Linked DNA regions of Mus musculus: region 1 is linked to region 2. The links are chromatin contacts, called in public Hi-C maps. All regions are on one chromosome and are shown on one strand. The core of a region is the stretch at or near the end of the contact, and the rest is flanking DNA. Distances in the headings are between cores, read along the strand shown.

Region 1 (3,539 bases), core at 610-3,109, 1.7 Mb after region 2:
CAGGAGTCCTCACACTCCAGCAAACCCCGCATTTTTGGAGGAGATCAGGGGGGAGGGGGAGGACGCTGCAAAGATGGCTCAGTGGTTAAAAGCACACACTGCTCTTGCAGAAGACATGAGTTCAGTTCCCAGTGTTGATATTCTGTCTGGACTCCACCCCCAGTTTCCTGGCAGCAGCGAGGTAGGCCTGGCCCACTATAAAAGGGGCTGCTTGTTCTCTTACTCTCTCTTACTCCTGCTCCTCTCCCTTGCCTCTTGCCCCTTGTTCCCCATTCCACACACACACACCCCACACACATGGTCATGGCCTCTATTTCTCTACTCTCTCTTTCTGTCTCTACTACTCTCTTAATTCCCCTCCCCATGCCCTGAATAAACTCTATTCTATACTATACCATCATGTGGCTGCTCCCTCAGGGGGAAGAGATGCCTTGACATGGGCCCACCGAGGGACCCCCTTCCCCCATACCTCAGCACACTCCCATAGAACATTTTAGAGTTCTTTATCGTTTTATAACTATAACACCCAGCACCCATGTAGGATGACTCACAACCACCAGTAATCTAGCTCTAGGGGATCCAATGCCTTCTCCTAGCCTCCTCAAGTACCTACAGACACACACACACACACACACACACACACCACACCACACACAAACACTTTTTTTAATAAAATAAATCTTTAAAAAGTTGAGAATCCTCCTCCGGACAAGGCAGGTCTTTGTGTTGCCCTGTACCTGCCTCTAAAGGAACTCAAGCCTCCAGCTCAGGGACACTGACCCAGTTAGTTAAGTGAGAGTGCCCCACCCACACCCTCACTCCCACCCCTATCACGCTTTTCCACGATCTCCTAACTAGACTCTGATAGAGCAGACTTCCCAGTTACACATCACCACCATGCCTACTGGCCTGAGTCACTTACTCAGTAGCCATACTCCCTTAATAAAGGCAGGACGCAGTAACAAGAAAGCAACAGCCAGTGTATTTGTCAGCTGACATCCACACGTAGCCTCACTCTGTCAACACAGGCACTGTCTACACGGGTGCCTACAACTCCAAGCCCTTCAACATATCTGACTCCTCGAGCCCACGCTTATGGTGTAATTCTATCAAACAGACAGGGACTGGTTGCCAAATACATCCAGGGCCAAGAGATCGCCCTTCACTGTTAGAGGCTCCTACAGCGTGACCAGGAGAACAGCCTCTCCATAACCTAAAAAGGAAAGCAACTCACCCTAAGTCCATGCTTGTATCAAGAGCAGCCTTCTTCAGCATCAACTGCTGTCTTTCATTTGACTCAAAAATATTTTTTAACTAGCAATAAAATGTATTCCACTGTGATCCCATGCTGAGAGAGAAGTCTATACTTGGTGGGAAAGGCCCTCTGTCCCAGCATATTCTTCCAGACTATTACAGAACAGGGAAAACTATATCTGAGAGTTGAGTCCAACCAGAGGCGAAGTCCCAGTCTCTGATTTCATTTAAAAAAAAAAAAAAAGTTCACTGCTGCTCCCCTCCCCCACACTGTGAAAACTACCACCTTCCAGAGATCAATAAAAAAGGTCCCACACAGTTGCAAAAGACAAGGTTTTCTCCCTTTATAAGCACACTTGAAAGATGGGGGGAGGTCTTGAGGGTGAAAGTGATCTAAGGACACTGTGTATATAAAGTTCCTCTAGAACTTGGTTATTTCATTTTTTCTTGGAATAGCACACACTGTGCCTTCTACCCTGAGTAGCTCAAACAGCACCCAGTGTCAAGGCCGAGCCTTTGGTTTTAATCAGGGACTAAAGCCTAGAACGTTAGACAAAGAGAGCAGTTGCTGGTTACAGTACCGAGGGGACCATTAAAGGTGATTTCTCAGTTCGCTGAGCTCACCCTCAGAAACAGCCACATGCTTTGCTGAGAAGCATCCGCAGGACACGGTGCACCTCCCAGCTATTTATTTAACTTTATGTGGCTGTCATAAAACTTTTTTATTTGCTTTCAGTTAGACCATAGGTTTTGACAAGATAAATTTTTATTTAGGTCTTTGCCCAGCTACAATCAGAAACAGGAGACTCACCCTCCAAGGCTGATAGATGGATTAATCAAAGCAATTCCCCGCCCCACGTTCCTTCCAGCAACCACAGGGATCAACACACAGAGTTTTTCCTTAATTAAAGAAACTCAGCAACAAGGTGATTTACCGATGATGGATCTTGCAGGCCCTTTCATTGTGTGGTCACTGTTGGCCACTGTTTGAAATTTACCAACATAAATAAAACCTCTCCATGACTAAACAAAGTTAAAGTAGCAATAAATTGAGGCTGCCATGTCCTCTGAGCTAGATCTGAGGCCAACATAAATACCAGAATGCCTTGGCTGTGACATGCTTGACACAATGACATCATGCACTCCCAGAAGGAACAGCCTCGCCCAAGCCAAAGCCTCAAACCGAACACAATTCCCCTAAATGAATCAAATTGCAATGGTCTAGACTCGCCCGTTCTAAGGACTCCACTCTGCCTTCCTCGCCCTTTTCTGTCGAGCAATCGCATTAAAAATAATCTATACGCTGATCTAAATTTTACTTTTTCTGCACGATTAAATTTTGGCAGGAGTAAATCTCTGCAATTCACACTTCCTGGGAATGTTTGGAAAGTCACTAAAAACTCAGGATTTATCAGCTTAAGGTCCAGCCACTGCCGTGCGACCCTGTGGTCTATCTGCTACTACCTTTAGTGGTGGCCCAGGGCAGTGCTTGCCACAAGACCAACACTCTTCACTTAAAAGTAACTGGGCACCAGCTTCCCTCCCCCAGGCCTTGCTTTGTCCGCATCTAGCAACATGCTGTAATGGAATGCCTCTATGCATCAAGAAAGCCAGCCTACACTGGGGCCCGTCAGCCCTCACACCACTACTCAGAGGAGAGAGGGGAGAAACGTTGAAAATGCACTTGGAGGATGGCAAATTAAAAATGGAGAAAGTCTAATAACTAATTGGTGAAATCATAAAAGCTGCCGTAAAAGACATTTTCCTTAAACTACTTTACACAAGGCTATATAATTTTATGTCACTTTTTATTTATGTTGCTGTAATGAAAGCTGTTCTGGGAGATGAAGGGCTTCTGAAGAGAGAAATTGAACTACTTCTGAGAGGAGGAAAAAGCCTGCAGACCTAGGGCTTGGGACAGATTCCTTCAGAAAGACAGGAGGGCTGGGAGGGCTATCTGTTCACTCCTAAACACCTCTGAGTCAGTATTTTGCCATAAGGGGCCAGTGAAATGGCTTAGCAGGTAAAAGGACTTGCCACCAAGTCTGATGACTTGAGTTTGACCCCTGGGACCCACATGGTTAATTGGGAAAAACTGACTCTGGAAAGTTGTTCTCCGACTTCCACATACAAACCCAGGCATGTGTGTGTCCATAACTGTGCACAGAGAGTCCACATGGCTCACAGAACCAGAGTAAGAACTAGAGAGACACGTGCCACAAGCTAATGTTCTAAAGGCAGATATCTTTAATCTTTTATGTGTATGGGTGTTTCGTCTGCATGTA
Region 2 (3,570 bases), core at 500-2,999:
AACTAGAGCTATTGGATGGTTGTGAGCTACCATGTGGGTGCTGGGGATCGAACCCAGGTCCTCTGCAGGTCAGCAAGTGTTCTTTACCATTAAGCCATCACTTCACCTCTTACCCTGAAAGCACAGAGGTCAGCTTGTTTGCTGATTTGTTCCTAGTTGCAAATGTGACACGAAGAATTCGATGGAGGACTTTTCCCCTCCTTTTCTCGAATTTTCTTCTTCTGTAATTTCAAAAACATGTCAAGTAAATCATTTGTCTAATATCCTAAATTACGGCAAAATGGCTAAAGATAGGAACATTTTGGACTTGTAAAATTTTTACGTTAAAGTGAAGGTATGAAAACCTGTCAAAGTAATTTTGTTCTATCTAGTCAGTAGAAAGTGTTTGGAAACTTGGACTGCATTTTCTTTACCCTCTTCCAGGTTTCTCTGCATAGATTCTTGGTTTTTCATCAAGAGAAGCTTTAGTCATGTTAATTCACCTCTGTACAACCTGTTTTCTGTCTGATTTTTTTTTTTTTAATGCCCCAGTCACTGGCTCCAGAGCAGCAGTAGGCATCGGTCTCTTTGATTCTCTGTGGTATTTTCCCCAGGATTTCTTCCCACATTGCTGTACAGTAAGATTTCTATTTTATTGAAGAATTACCTACTTTTAGCAACAAAGAAATGATTATCATTACTCTGTAAAAGCAGTAGTGCTAAGAATATTTCTAAGCAAAACGCTATAGAAAAAGCAAACAGTATAAAGTAGCTCTTTCTATTCTCTGACAGACCATGAGTTCAAAAAAAAAAATCTTGTTCTTCCCCAAGTTATATTTTAAAGGGGTTAAGCAATCATTCAGATAATCGGACTTCATTGCTTTGAAATTTTATCAAAGTGTCCTCAATCCTTGAGCTGATATCCAGGTCCATTTTGCCAATCGGATAAAGCCTCTTAGATCTTTTTCCTAGAGGCATGAGTGGTTAACTTGATCTTATTGTGCTTCGAAAGAGTCTGTGCTACGCATCATTTTTCATAAGTGCGATTTGTTGTGTTAGGAAAACTCCAGAGAGACTCCTTGTTAGAATGGATTTTGGCTGCCAAGGGCACATTGCTACTAGAACCTCCTTTGTTTTATAGTGAATGAGTTTTAGAAATGTTCTCTGCTTAACCATAAGAGAAACAGAGCAAGGTGAGGGGGAAATTAGCATATGGGGAAATAAAGACTTTATTTCTCAGATTTGGGATGATTTTAAAAGCAGAAGATCAGGGAAGCTAGGCTTGGTGGTGCATACCTTTAATCCTAGCACGCTAAGGTAGAGGCAGAAGCAGGGGGATCTCTGAGAGTTCTCATCTATTTAAGAAATTCCAGGTCAACCAGAGCTAGGAAGTGAAGCCCTGTCTTTAAATAAACAAGGGTGGGCGGGGGGGGGGGAACTGAAAAAAAAAAAGATAAGAGGAAACTATTAACAAAGACCAGCCCTAAGAAAATTCCTTATTTGGAAGCATTGCTTTCATTAAGACTCTTATTCTTCCCCCTCCCCCTTACGTCTCCTTCTCTCCTCCTCCTCCTTACTGCCCCTCCCTCTCGACCCATCCTTAGAAGGTAAAAGGTTTGAAGACAGCTGCCTCCTTTTATTTTACCTTTGTAAAGGCCAGCGATCCCAAGCGCCCACTTGTATCCAGACCAAGACTCACAGCCTTTGCCTGGAAAGAGCACTAGGTGGTGCCCATTTACTTTGCAGTGGAAAGGGGATTCCCCAGGGGAGCAACTCTGGGGAAACTCATCCGGCCCCAGCCTCCTCAGTCAGTGAGAAGTCCTCCTCTAAGAGGTGGTCAGGAGAATGAATGGTGTCCTGTTTTTTTCTCACTTCCTTAAAGCATACCGGACTTGCCCTTTTAGGACACAGCTTTCGTTTAGAGAGAGTGTGTGTTTGCAAATGTGGGGGTGGGAGTAGAGGGGCCTCAAACATCCCCTTTGGAATGAGAAGAGGAATAAAGGCTGCGCCCTCCATCTGTGTGCATAAACAGCACAGCCCGAGTCTCTTGCCAAGACTGCGGTCCTGCCAGATCATCTGGGCATCACGGTGCACATGCTCGCCTTATTTTTCTGCTTTGCCTATAATAAAGCCGTAAAAAATCGAAGAAAGGTGACTCTTAAATTCTACTTTGCATCTTCACAACAATAATTCTTTGTCAAATTAAATCCTGTTAATTTGAAGATTCTGCATCCCAGTGTTAATTTCCACGCCTACTCCTTGATGGGGTGGCTTTCTACTGCTGGGCTTATTCCTTAAAAAATAAAATCTTCTTAGGCTTGCTGAACAGCTTGTTGCTTTGTTTTCAAGGAGAGTAGGTAACTGGCTAAAATGATGTGTTCTCTGTTTTCCTGTTTTCCCCACTCAAGGGGCTGTCAGATCTGTTTTAAAATGTAGAAACACTTGGAAGTTTTCTTTTTTCTTTGTAAAGATCTGTAGCAACTGGCATAATCATGTTAATTGTCACAAAAATGGGAATAAGAGACAATTCATGTAGAAATATATAAAATATTCATCTTTCTGTGACTCTAGTCCCAAAGTTGAGCTGAGTGGAGCTAAGCCCTCCATGTGTTTTTGTTTTGCTTTAAAGAAGGCAAGACAAATGGTTGTCTCAACATCTGACTAGACTCTTCTAGCAAAACCTGGATTCTGTCACGATGAGGGGAGAATAAGACGTAGTTTCAAGAAGTTAAACTAAGGGCAAAGTTTTCTGAAGCCATGAGAACCACTTCTGAGCTCTTGCTGCCGGGTCATATGTCATGGTATGTGGCAGCTGACTGCTCATTAATTCTATTTATATCAGTGTGAGAACCCACCCCACTGAGTACGCATGTGTTAAAATATTCATAAATTATGTTTATTTAGAACAAATATACAATAAATGCCAAAATAAGAGCATTATTTAACCACCAAACTAGCCGACTACTAAATAAGCAAGGCTTTTCACTGCCAATATGGTACAGTGCACTTTGTTAGACTGTCCTATCCAGTATTTCCTTGAGAATGCTCACCTTTTGTTTTCTCAATTCCACAAAGGAAATAGGTTTCACTGAAAGGAATAGAGTTGGGAAACAAAGGATGCTCTGCTACTGAAGAGCAATAATAAATTTGACTAGAGCAAATGAGAAATGCACTTTAGCAATCTAAAATCCAAGAAAGTGTTCACTAATTCATGCACACTTGGACTGAATCGGGCAGTGTTTCCTGAAAACAAATCAAGTTAAGCAGACCAGATGAACTCTTGATAAAGTTGGCTGAAAAAAAAAATAGAAATTTTAATTATATATATTTTTCTCAAAATAAAGAATGGCTAAAAACAAATTTACATCACTGTGAACTGAATTAAAAAATCAGAACCACGACTGCAGCCTGAATTTTCAAAGTTAGTGCTCTGTAGTGAGACACCCCCGAACAATGCTCACTTAAAAGATGCTGTGAGGCTGACATGGTAGAGGTGTTTTTTCTCTCGGCAAGCTTCCTGAGCAGATAGCCAGCACAGTTGAAAAATGTGAATTCCTTGTTCAAATTCCAAAGCTGTGCTAGATAAAAATA

What was found. Hi-C and Micro-C count contacts between places; a contact is called where the count stands out from the background.
Region 1: a contact with region 2 is called in a Hi-C map of uterus, with 5 times the contacts expected there. The contact joins two enhancer-like sites. A contact is called at or near these places in 1 of 484 Hi-C or Micro-C datasets (uterus) and 1 of 9 other capture datasets (embryonic stem cells).

Annotation. Positions count from the first base shown.
Region 1 is chr11:19,735,217-19,738,755 of GRCm38.p6, forward strand. The region is part of intron 1 of Gm39602 (a long non-coding RNA gene); the gene reads right to left. Among named protein-coding and RNA genes, the nearest start is that of Gm39602, 5.7 kb to the right of the region's middle. Within about 2 kb of position 1,860, at least 35 of the 459 cell types and tissues checked have an H3K27ac peak or open chromatin away from gene starts, as enhancers often do. A contact at or near this core is called in uterus, where this site is marked.
Region 2 is chr11:18,009,537-18,013,106 of GRCm38.p6, forward strand. No RefSeq gene overlaps it. Among named protein-coding and RNA genes, the nearest start is that of Gm31505, 12 kb to the left of the region's middle. Within about 2 kb of position 1,750, at least 35 of the 459 cell types and tissues checked have an H3K27ac peak or open chromatin away from gene starts, as enhancers often do. A contact at or near this core is called in uterus, where this site is marked.